Linked DNA regions of Sus scrofa: region 2 is linked to region 1. A link is a contact called in public promoter capture Hi-C data. All regions are on one chromosome and are shown on one strand. The core of a region is the stretch at or near the end of the contact, and the rest is flanking DNA. Distances in the headings are between cores, read along the strand shown. Region 1 holds the start of SNX12 (sorting nexin-12). Region 2 overlaps NLGN3 (neuroligin-3).

What was found. Promoter capture Hi-C pulls out the DNA fragments that hold promoters and counts their contacts.
Region 2: a contact with region 1 is called in a promoter capture Hi-C map of liver, with 5 times the contacts expected there. The contact joins the enhancer-like site here to the promoter of SNX12 in region 1. A contact is called at or near these places in 1 of 5 promoter capture datasets (liver), 3 of 47 Hi-C or Micro-C datasets (alveolar macrophages, heart right ventricle and liver) and 2 of 2 datasets of contacts at active chromatin or transcription factors (alveolar macrophages and skeletal muscle).

What each region holds. Positions count from the first base shown.
Region 1 is chrX:57,105,385-57,111,606 of Sscrofa11.1, forward strand. It overlaps SNX12 (sorting nexin-12), which reads right to left and starts at 3,252. Exons shown (of 4, transcript XM_001928070.5): 1 at 2,964-3,252. The coding sequence starts at 3,128.
Region 2 is chrX:57,204,494-57,210,715 of Sscrofa11.1, forward strand. NLGN3 (neuroligin-3) reads left to right here. Exons shown (of 8, transcript XM_005652652.3): 8 at 1-277. Among named protein-coding and RNA genes, the nearest start is that of NLGN3, 33 kb to the left of the region's middle. Within about 2 kb of position 2,393, at least 9 of the 83 cell types and tissues checked have an H3K27ac peak or open chromatin away from gene starts, as enhancers often do. A contact at or near this core is called in alveolar macrophages and liver, where this site is marked.

The DNA of each region.
Region 1 (6,222 bases), core at 2,002-4,501:
AGAAGGCCCTAAGGAAAAAAAAAATGCTGAGCAGATTCTTCCAAGACACAGTGAAACCACCCACTGCCATTTTGTGGACTTCCTCCTTTGACTTACAAAAATGCTATTCTTTCCCTACTCCCCCCACACGATGGTGACAATAATGTCCTTTCATCTCAGCACCTAGCCATCAAAGGAAGGGGCTACTATGTACTGGGATACTCTCCCAGCTCCAACCTACAAATTATATGAGGAAGACAGGATTGTATAGTACAAGATATAGAGTCCTTTGGCTCTGATCAACACAAAATCAAGGGAAAGGAGAAAAAGGAGCAAATTCAAGTCCACCAGATAACTGACATTTGAATTTTTTATTTGTTTGTTTGTTTTTCTTTTTTAGCCACTCTTGCGGCATAAGGAAGTTCCAGGGCCAGGGATCAAACCTGCACCATAGCAGTGGCCCAAGCCACTGCAGCGACAATGCCAGATCCTTAACCTGCTGAGCCAGAAGAGAACTCCCAAAACCGACAATTGAAAAGCTCCATATATATCATGCGAAGTCACTAGGACATCTCTCCAGACTCTTTATTTCTTTGGGGGGGGGGGGTCCTTCCCTGAGCTATTATACAAAGAAAAAATGTCAGTACCATTTTCTTCTACCATACACAATGCCTAACTCTCAAAGCCCATTCTCTGAGTCTCAGGCTCCCTATAGTGCCTACCAATTTAAAACTGGATGATTTTACCAACTTTCCTCTTTTTTGATAAAATATTAAAATAGAATAAAATATTAAATATTAAAAGCCTATATAGCCATACAAATTAACATAAATACAAATTAACTCAAACCCACAGAATTAGGAACTGCAATCAACCCTATCATCGCTATACAATTTGTAATTGTGGAAAGGACTGATGAAAAGCTTAGTGGGTAGAAAAAAATTTGTACACTAAAGTTTTGCAACTAAGCATTGCCAAAGAGACTAAAGTGTAGTGGAAAGAGTATGATGGGCTTTGGATCAGATCAACCTGCATTCAAATCCCAGCCCTGCCACTTATTAGTTATGTGTACTTGGGCAAGTTAAACTGCATTCTTCCTGAGCTTCCTATCTGTAAAAAGGGTGTTTTTGTAAGAATTTGAAAACTAAAACTTGGAGTTTCCATCGTGCCTCAGTGGAAACAAATCTAACTAGCATCCATGAGGACACAGATTCCCCGGCCTTGCTAAATGAGTTAAGGATCCAGCGTTGCTGTGAGCTGTGGTGTAGGTCACAGACGCGGTTTGGATCTGGCGTGGCTATGGCTGTGGCACAGGCCAGCAGCAACAGCTCCGATTAGACCCCAAGCCTGGGAACCTCCATATGCCTCGGGTGCAGCCCTAAAAAGATAGAAAAAAAAAAAAAAAAACTAAAACGTAATTCAGTGCCTGGCTCACAGTAGGCACCAGATGAACAGTCCCTGCAGTTATTACTAGTCTGAAGAAGAGAACAATTCCGTTCATAATCCCTATGGTTCTTGGGTTATACATCAAGACAATGTCTTCAAAACCCTACAGCAGAGTTCTTAAAATGAACAAGTTACGCCCAGGCTTCCTCAGGTAATTAGGTTCTCTACCACTAACAATTCCCAGCTTTTATCATATTTTGAGGGATCTACCTCCCATTCTTCCCCAGAGAGATGATTTCGAACAGTCCTGATATAGAGAAGTTTTTCTCATTTTTTGCTATCAGCGTTTCTTCAGTTTGGACTTCTCCAAACTTGAATTTGGAGATGATCATTTCTCAATTTGATTTCAAAAACCCAGATGGGAGAGCACACTCTCTCATTCAATTCATTCAATCAAAAATGAAAGCACATACACTCTTTTAGGTCTTCAAATGCTGTTTGAGCAGCATGCTGTCCATAGAGAATATTCTGGCCCTCTAGTCTGAGAAGAAAACATAAGGAAAATTAGAAAACGGCTCTCAAACTTTTTGCCTGTAACCACTTCAATGGGGCCAAAGAACCTGCAAACCATGTACTCTGCACATTCCACCCTAGCGTTGTGGACTAAGAACTAGAGAATAAAGTCCTCTGTAGTGCACACTGGAAGAAGCCATTCCTGGGGCAGTCTTGAAATGTCAGATGTTAAAGTTAAATACAGACCAGGGATTAATATAATGAATCCAAAAGGTTAACCTAGAGCAGAAAGGGCAAACGGCCATTTATATACAGAAAACCCAAATGAGAGCCAGTAAATATTGAAATAAACATTCTGGATACTTCAAATCTAAAGGGTCAGCACAGGATGAGGGCAGCAACTAACAAGCCACCAATCTGAGTGCAAGGTCAGGTTTTCCAGTGAGCATGTAGTACCTGAGAAAACTTAAGCATAAAACACTTCTCTCCTTCAGATGTTAATTCTACGCAAGTCTGGGAAGCACTCAGTCCAAGGGGACTCTCCTAGAAGAGTCTCTCCACCAAGCCCACTGTCTTCCTTTCCTGGTGTCTCTCTTCCCTTTAATCCAGGCTCTGCTTAACGCCATCATCCAGGGAGACCTCATTAGGAGGAAGCCAGGCCTTCCGGTTCCCCCTCTTCAGGTTGACTTCCCACAACCTAGTTTAGTAATGGGACCCCCGCCTTGGCTTGCCATCACCAGCTCTTTTCCACTCTTCCTTAACCCCTTGTGTTGCTACAGTTCTGATCCCTATTTCCTTGAATATATCACTCTAATCCTCTCCATCCTCCCTACCGCCTTCAGTCATGCTTCATTTCTTGCTCATGGCTACTTGCTTTCCCTCAAGCCAGTCTGATGTCCCCCTCAGGAGTTTTCTGTATCCTCGGGCCACAACCGAATGTGCAGACCTCTCTGCAAACCTGTAACACCCCAACCCCCAAATGACCCCTCAAGTGCCTTCTCCACCATTAGCCGTCCCTATGGCAGCCTCCTCCCCGCCCAGCCGCCCGGTCCTCCCTCAGCTGTCTCCCTCACCCCGTGACTCACCCGCATGCGAACCTCATAGGTGGTGAAGCGCGCCCGGCCCACGCCCACCGTCTGTGGATTAAAGATGTCGATCTCCAGGAAGTTACTTGGCGGCCCGTAAGCGTCGGTCAGGTCCTGCGGCTTCGAGTTAAGGCGCCGAGTGTCAGCTACTGCCGTGTCCGACATCTTTCCGAAGGAGAAACCGGGACCGGGGAAGGGGGGGTGGGGGACAGAAGCCGGAGGCAGGAGCGCGCACGGCCCCTCCCGCTTGCAAAATAACCAGCCAACCTACTGACGGCGGCACCGCGTACGCGCGCCCACGCACGCACGCACGCACGCGCACGCTGCCGCTGCCCGGGGCCGGGCACTCTGAATAGCGGCCATGAGGTCGTTTGGAAGTGCTGTCGGAGGAGGCCTCATTCAGACTTCCGGGCGGTGTTACTGGCCGCCCCGGAACCTGCATTTCCAATACGCACACCCCTAGTGTCCTGGGAAGCACTATAGGCGAGATCCGCCAATCGCTGCTCCTCAGCCCAAGAAATTGTCTTACACCATGCGTCAATCTGCAGTGGGCACTGCCCCGCAAGCTTGGATTCTGCAGTGATAGGCCGAAGCCCCGTGACCTGAATAAGTACCGGTTTTGCACGAAAGTAGAAGGGTGGTCTCCGGAGGGTGGGGTTCCGACAATAGTATTAAGAACCTAGAACGCAGCCCAGCCACTTGTGCTACTGATAGTTTCAATTCATTTCACACGCAATTGAGCCCTATTTATGGTGCCAAAAAAGCAGTGAGCATGAGGTCAAAAAAGACGATTTCTCATTCTCACTTCTTAGGAAAATTTGGGCATATCTTTATCCTCCACTTGTTGCCACATAAAAGCTAATTTCAAGTGTTCTCAGCAAACCAAGGGCATTTCTTTCAATACCTTCTATTTCTATTCTGCAAAACTCCACACTTGGCACTCTGAGGTTGCTTGCTTGCAGCCCGTAATGGAGATAGAATATGTGTCTTCATGAGAATATCTATAGAAATACTAGTATTTATATGACAAATTTACACATAGCCCATTTAAAGGGAGTAGCGCCCATATCAATAGTGCTAATTTTAGGTCATCCTTTCTCCTCTTTGCACCAGCACTCTTCTGCTCAAAAAAAAAAAAAAAAAATTCCCATGTCATTTATGCCTGAAATTCTTTCAACGGAGTACAAGGTCCTATAATTTCACAATTAAGTTATTTAATTCAATTTAACTGATATCTCCTAAGCAACTACTCATGTGTCAGGCACCGTGCTAAATACTAAAGACCTAGAGTTCAGTAAGAGTCCCTGCCCTCAAGGAGTTAACATTCTAGAAAGGGAGATAAGTGAATAAAACTATGATAATGTGACAAATACAAAATAAATGAATGTTCAAAGCAGTGCAGAGGACATGAATACTTGGAGGAGTTAGGGAAGGCTTCCTGGAGGAGGAACTATGTGAGTTTGACACACATGAAAAGATGTAAAAGACAACCAGGAGTAGAAATGGGGAAAGGTAATTTCTTGCAGAAGGAATAGCATATGCAAAGGCATCCAGCTAAGAAACAGCATGATATTTTAGGAAATTGTCATCAATTCAGGTTGTGTAATGGAAGTACTTAGAGAGGTAGGCTGGCTGGGGATGGGCAGAAGAGGATCCTTCTATTTAAAGCAAAGGATCTTTGACTTTATGATGAAGGCAATAGGGAGCCACAGAAAGATCTTCAACAGAAAAAAGACATGATCAGATTTGTGTTTTAGAAGGATTCTTTTGCAGGCAAGATGGAAAATGTAGTTGAGTTAAATGTGACCAATTATGAACGTACATATGGTAGCACATGGATCAGGTGGTGGGAATGGAGAAAAGGGAAAAGGCTGAGATCAAGGAAATAAAATAGGAGTTGTATTTGATTAGATATAGTGGTAATATAGTATAGAGCTTAAATATGTGGGCTATGGACTTAGGCTGCCTGAGTTTAAATCCTTGCTTAATAGCTGTATATCATTTTTTTAAGGGCCACACCCACGGCACGTGGAAGTCCCCTGGCTAGGGGTGTGGGATCCAAGCCACATCTGTGACATACACCACAGCTCAAGGCAACACTGAATCCTTAAATCACTGAGCAAGGCCAGGGATCGAACCCAAGTCCTCATGGATACTGGTTGGGTTCCTTACTGCTGAGCCACAACAGGAACTCCCTTAGCTGTATGACCTTGAACATGTTATCCAACAAGTTTTCCTCCTCTGTAAAATGGAAATAAGACTAAAAGCTACCTCTGGGGTTTTTGTGAGAATTAAATTAAATTAAATATGTGCTAACAGTAAGTGTTCAGTAACTATTAGCTATTACTGCTATTTGAGGGGAGAGGGAACAAATAGATACAATGACTCCTAGGCTTCTGATTTAGGTAACTAGGTGGATGCTGGTACTACCAATCAAAATTGGAATGACAGGGAGTTCCTATTGTGGTTCAGCAGAAACGAATCTGACTAGCATCCATGGGGACACAGGTTTGATCCCTGGCCTTGCTCAATGGGTTAAGGATCCGGCATTGCCATGAGCTGTGGTGTAGGTCGCAGAAGCTGCTAGGATCCTGTGTTGCTGTGACTGGCAGCTGCAGCTCAGATTCAACCCTAGCCTGGGAACCTTCACATGACGCAGGTGCGGCCCTAAAAAGACAAAAAAAAAAATGGAATTATAGAAAGAAGAGTAAGTTTGGGAAGGAAGACAATGAGTGCAGTTTAGATAAATCTGGAGTGTCTGTAGGACATCCAGATGTCCAGGAGGCAACTGGAAACACTGGCCTGGAGCTCGAGGGTGTGATCAAGGTTAGAGACTTGGGAATCATCAGCATACAGTGTACAAAGAAAAATGAGAAGAGACAAGTTCAGAATATTTAAAAGTTGGTGAAGGCATGTAGTATCGATGAGTGTGTATATCCATACAATCTTTCTGGAAGGCACCTGGCAGTATGTATTTTTTTTTTTTTAATCTTTGACCTCAATAAACTTGTAATACTGGTTGTCTCTGGAGAACAGGTGTCAGGGACAGCAAGAAGAGTTGTTTTTCATTTTTTTATTTATTTTATTTTTAGTTTTTTGTCTTCACCTTTTCTAGGGCCACACCTGAGGCATATGGAGGTTCCCTGGCTAGGGGTCTAATCAGAGCTGTAGCTGCTGGCCTATGCCACAGCCACAGCAATGTGGAATCCGAGCCACGTCTTCGACCTACACCACAGCTCACAGCAACACCGGATCCTTA
Region 2 (6,222 bases), core at 1,143-3,642, 98 kb after region 1:
AAAGGAGATGTCAACAGAAGTACAGCCAGAGAAGGAGAGGTGAGAATAGTGAAGGGACTAGCAAATCCCAAGAAAAATTTGTCTACTGTCAGCAAATCACAACTGGGCTCATGGTGAAGAGGAAGCTGTAGATTTACTCTGCGTACAACTCCGAGGGCTCTAAGGTCTAATGGGTGGAAGTTACAGGAAAGCAGATTTTGGTTCAACACAAAGAAGAGGCTTTTTTTTTCTTTCCTTTTTATAATGAAAAAATGATAATAAAAGTTTTGGCTCATGATTCCAGCCTCTTGAAGTCCTTTTAAAATTGATTACCGGGGGAGTTCCCGTCGTGGCGCAGTGGTTAACGAATCCGACTAGGAACCATGAGGATGCGGGTTCGATCCCTGCCCTTGCTCAGTGGGTTAACGATCCGGCGTTGCCGTGAGCTGTGGTGCAGGTTGCAGACGCGGCTCGGGTCTGGCGTTGCTGTGGCTCTGGCGAAGGCAGGCAGCTACAGCTCCGATTCGACCCCTAGCCTGGGAACCTCCATATGCCGCAGGAGCAGACCAAAGAAATAGCAAAAAGACAAAAATATAAATAAATAAATAAATAATTTTTAAAAATAATAAAATTGATTACCGGAGTTCCCGTCGTGGTGCAGTGGTTAAGGAATCCGACTAGGAACCATGAGGTTGCAGGTTCCATCTCTGGCCTTGCTCAGTGGGTTAAGGATCCGGCGTTGCCGTGAGCTGTGGCGTATGTTGCAGACGCAGCTCGGATCCCGCGTTGCTGTGGCTCTGGCGTAGGCTGGCGGCTCTGGCTCTGATTGGACCCCTAGCCTGGGAACCTCCATATGCCACAAGAGCGGCCCAAGAAATGGCAAAAAGCCCAAATAAATAAATAAAATAAAATAAAATTGATTACCGACAGTTTCAAAAACAGAGAAGAAAAAAAATTCCCTAATCTCAACATCCCGATATAAATATTCTGCTGTGTTAGTAAGCCCTTTCTAATAATTGGTAATACTCTGTGAAATTAGAGGGACTACCCCAAAAGGGAAGCAGCTCCCCATCACCAGCGAGAACCAACGAGTGATCGGACAACCATGCCATGTGGGTGATTCAAAGGCAAAGGAAGTGTCTGATAAAGGACTGAGCCGGATGACCTCTAGCATTACTGGATTCTATGATACGTGAGCTGGAAAGTCTCATGATAAAGTATTCAGAAAAAAAATTTTGGAGCCTATGCATGGGGTAGGCTGGAAGCAGAGATAATAACGGGTGAAGAGGTACCTACTCTGAGGGCCACAACTATTTTCACCTCCAGCCCCGACCCCTACCCCTGAATTGAATCCCCAAATTACAGTGTCAGAAGCCGGCTTAATGATTGCCTAATTCCTCACCCTTATGATCTGGTGCTTGATTCCCTCTGCAACTGCCTTGCCAAATCGTTATCTTGTCTCTGTTTAAATACCTCCAGTGATGGGAATATCGTGTCCTTTCAAAGCAGACCATTGCATAATATTTGGTCATCTTGAACCATCATAAAGTTCTTCCTTAGTTTGAGTCAAAATATGTTTTCCCAGAACACATGCCCTTTGCCCCTCTTATAGAGCAAAACAAGACGAATCCTTCTTCTATATGATGAGCCTTCCAATATTTGAAAACTTGATCCCAAACCTCCGCTATCCCCTTGTTGATCCCTTCTCCAGGTTAAACAGCTCCTCTGCCGGTTCATACGCGATGATTCTGAAGCCCTCGCACACTCCTGGTCTCTGTCTTTTGTGCCTATTCCAGGTTGTTAATGCCCCTGTCCTTATGTGATGTCCAAGGCTAAAGAACAGTCCTGTGCTGTGGTCTACTGAGCAGAGAAGAAAGCACAGCTGTAATCTCCTACATCCTAGCCCCGAATTCATTAGCATTTCCAGGAGCTAGCATAAAAAAATCATGAGCTTACAGGCACTTCAAACACCTGAAACCTTTTCACGTCGAGTCACCTCTCTCCTACCTGGCACTTAAGCATTTGCTTTTGACGAACTCGACTTTGAAACTTTACGTTTCATTTTCCTGGTTCCTTGTGGCCTCTTGGGCTCTTCCTGAAACCAGCATCATGTCATTTACAAATTTGATCAGCATGCCATCAATGTCCTGATCCAAGTCCTTAATTAAATTATTGGACAGGCCAGGGACCTCCCTTCAGGCCTCCAAAGATCCATTAGTCACCGGCTGTGAATACACCTTACTGTCCTATCTTCACCCCACATTTTTTCCCCTTATCCACAAGGACATCTCACACCAGGACATTCTTAAAGTAAGATCGCGTTCTGAAATCCTCTTTGGAAACAAGGGAGAGGAGAGCAAAGGGAGCAGAGATGAAAGGAGCGTGACCTTTAGATCTTGCCCTCCCTTTCCCCCAGTCCCATGATGAGTTCCATGACCTCAGTCTCCACAAAGGAATTTCCAGCCACCAACTCAGGTAGAGAAAGTTGAAAGAACTGAATTTAGGGTCAGAAAGCCTGCACTTTCTGACACATCTCTGCCTCCTTCCAGCTGTATGACCCTGGGCAAATTCTTTAACTTTTCTCTGGGTCTGTTTGCTCATCTGTAAAATCGAGCTGAAAATACCTACCTCACAGGGTTGTTGTGAGGATTAAACGAGAAAATGGATGTGAATGTGCTTTGTAAACTATAAGCACCATACAAATGTAAGATATGATCATTACTTATTGAGTGTCTACTGTGTTCATCACTATAGGGTCTAAAAAGATAAAGAAGATATGGTCCCTGCCCTTGGGGAGTTCACAACTTTGTGAGCAACTGTAATATAAAGTAGAATAGGGCAAACGGCACAGGTTGTTATGTTATGGTAATTTTGAAAGGTGGAGGTCCCTTCAGACTGGAGGAAATGAAGGAAGGCTTCCTGGAGTTCTATCTACCCCTCAACAAGTGGGTTGGATCTGACAGAAATGGCTGAGAGAGGACAGCATTCCAGGTGAAGGAGCCTGGGAATGGGAACTTGTGCAGCACGTTTGAGGGGCTGGAAGCAGTGCAGTCTGACTGTCAGAGGCCATGAGGCTGGTGGGCCACATCACAACTTGTTTAGACATGGCCATGCCCATGAGAGAACACTCAGCCCTTTGGAAGGAGGCCCAGCATTTGAGCAGGGCCTCCTGAGTCTCATGTCTGCTACTCTTCAGCTGACCATCTTGGAGAAAAACAACTCTTCTGGAGAGTGGAGGCATCTGAAATGATTCCAAGAAAGTCACCATTTTCCTTATCTGCAGCTGGGAAGGGTGGGGAGTAAGGCTGCATTTAAATCCTAGGAATCTTCAGCTGGGAGATTAAGGACTCAAGTGTTTTTACTGAATGAAAGTTATCCACCATATCTAAAAGGCCTCTTATTTTTCAATTCCATGTGGGGAGCGGGGAGGGAGAGGAAAATAGTTCAAGGACTCTCAAGGTCCATTTCCTGCCAGTTTCTTTGGAGTGATGGTTATAATTTGGTGCCACCTGGTGTCCAAGATGGGATATAGCAGCCTCCTTCCCTCCTGAAGCCGCGCAGTTCAGAGCAGAGCGCTGTACTGCTGCCCAGCATCTAGGATGGGGCTAACTTCCTTCCAGCAGAGTAGAGCCAGCTGTTCCGAGGCACTCTGGGATGTGGGTAACAGAAAAGAAGAGGAAGAAAGGGAGAGTGCTACTCCAGGCAGGCCTCATCGCCATCCTTTCCTCTCTCGAGAAATCTATTTTCCCCAGGGTACCCCCGGAGATGTGTGTTTTCCCAAGCACTACAGGACTGTGTTTGCCCGCCCTGGCCCCCTCCCTCCACCCATCCCCTACTCACACACACTCTCTTACGATGGCCTGAATATCTGTAACAGACGCTACAAGAGCTCTCTTTCAGCCTGGACCAAGAGACATTGTTGGAGCCTCTAGGGTGGCCAAGGGAGTCACAACAGTAAAAGGGTCTGGTTCCCCCACGGACTCAGGTTTAAGTGTTTCCTCCTGAGTGAGCTATACTCTTCTAGAATGACTGAGCCCAAACTGTTCCATAAGAAATCTGCTCCCTGAGGCTACACTTAGACTTTCTCCAGCCCTTTTAAAAGATGGGGGGAGGGGAAGAAATGGGGGGGCTCGAGAAGTAGAACAGATGGTGGCCCCTTTTCCCCTCAAACCCCATTCTCGAACAGATTCGAAGCAATCACTAAGGAGTTCCCTTCATGGCACAGCAGAAAATCCGACTAGGAACCATGAGGTTGCAGGTTCGATCCTAGGCCTTGCTCAGTGGATTAAGGATCCAGCGTTGCCGTGAGCTGTGGTGTAGGTCACAGATGCGGCCAGGATCCCACATTGCTGCAGCTCCAATTAGACCCCTAGCCTGAGAACCTCCATATGCCGTGGGTGTGGCCCTAAAAAGACCAAAAAAAAAAAAAGTGATCAATAAAACTGAAACTGGATTGGTCTGATGATGCCTCACAATGGAATAACAGCAAAGGATAGATTGAGGGGGTGGCTTGAAAGCGAGTGGCCAGAGCTGAGTAAGGAGAAGACTGAGCTAGTGAAGAGGTAAATCTCTCTTCCACTGCCTGCATTCTCAGGTACCCTTGAAGCCTGCTTTTCTGTTGTGCCCTATCCTCTCAGGCATAGCCTTTGCAGGCTCTTCTGAGTGCTGGGAAATCCTGGGCCAGCTCTCAGTTTGGAGTATGGGTTGCAGGTGCGAGCATGAACATGGCTGAAGTGCAAAAGGAAGGAATCAGCTAGATCAGAAGTCTCAGATCACTACTTTTTTCTTTTCTTTTCCTTTTGCTTTTTTTTCTTTTTTATCAGGCTAGTAGGTCAATTCAGAGCTTTAGCTGCCTGAGCCACAGCCACAGCAACTTGGGATCTGAGCCTCATCCACGACCTACACCACAGCTCACAGCAACACCAGATCCTTAACCCGCTGAGCAAGGCCAGGGATGGAAGCTGCATCCTCATAGATACTAGTCGGATTCATTTCCGCTGAGCCACAATGGGAACTCCCAAATGGCATTTTCTTTTTCTTTCTTTCTTTCTTTCTTTCTTTTTCTTTTTTTTAAATAATTTTTTGTCTTTTTATGGCCACACCTGTGGTATATGGAAGTTCCCTGGCTAGGGGTCAATTGGAGCTGCAGCTGCCAGCCTATGCCACAGCTCACAGCAACGCCGGGTCCTTAACCCACTGAATGAGGCTAGGGATCGAACCCGTACCCTCATGGTTACTAGTCGGGCTTGTTATCACTGAACCACAATGGGAGCTCATCAGATCACTACTTTTCTTTGTCCCAGCTCTTCCCTGGATCCTACAATACAGATCAGCAGTAGTGGAAGCCAAGAAGCTAAAGTTAACAATTCCTTCTTTATCCTGTAGTTTAGCTACAACAGGCTTGCCATTTTTTTAAAAAAGTAACATTTGCTAGGAAACTAACAGATAAGAAAACTAACTAAAGAACATACAAACAAATGAGTTTAGGGGTTAACTAACATTTCTTATCCTATCCGGATCAGCTAAAGCCTGACTGTAGGTGAACTTATCTGGTACAAGGTACAGGGCACCCAACCAAGTCCTTTTGTGTCAGGGCCAACTTGCAAAACAGGTGAGGTGAGAGGCCAGAGGTTAGACCATGCTACCTAGACGTTTTTTTTGTCTTTTTGCCTTTTCTAGGGCGGCACCCACGGCATATGGAGATTCCCAGGCTAGGGGTCTAATCAGAGCTGTAGCTGCCAAGCCTATGCCACAGCAACGCGGGATCCAAGCCAGTGTCTGCAACCTACACCACAGCTCAAGGCAACGCCAGATCCTTAACCCGCTGAGCAAGGCCAGGGATCAAACCCACAACCTCATCGTTCTTAGTTGGATTCATTAACCACTGAGCCACGATGGGAACTCTGTACACTACCTAGACTTTAGCCTGACATAGATCTGGTGAGCTTGGCAGTCCACAGCAGAGTCAGCTTCCCCCATTGTCTTCTGGCCTAGCCCCCAGCTGCCTTCTAGTTTTGCAGTCACCTCAGACATAGGTCCTAAAAAAACATCCCCACTCTTTCCTGCTCCTGGAGAGAGCAGAGCCCCAGTGAAACCCCACCCTTTCACATTACTGTTTTTATGTCTTTTAGGACCTATGTTCTGATAAATATGTGTGCTCATAAGTCTAATTGGAAAAAAATTTTTTTGGATTTGAGACTGCTTCTGAAAAATCTGAATCCTTTGGCGGCTGTTCCTATAACT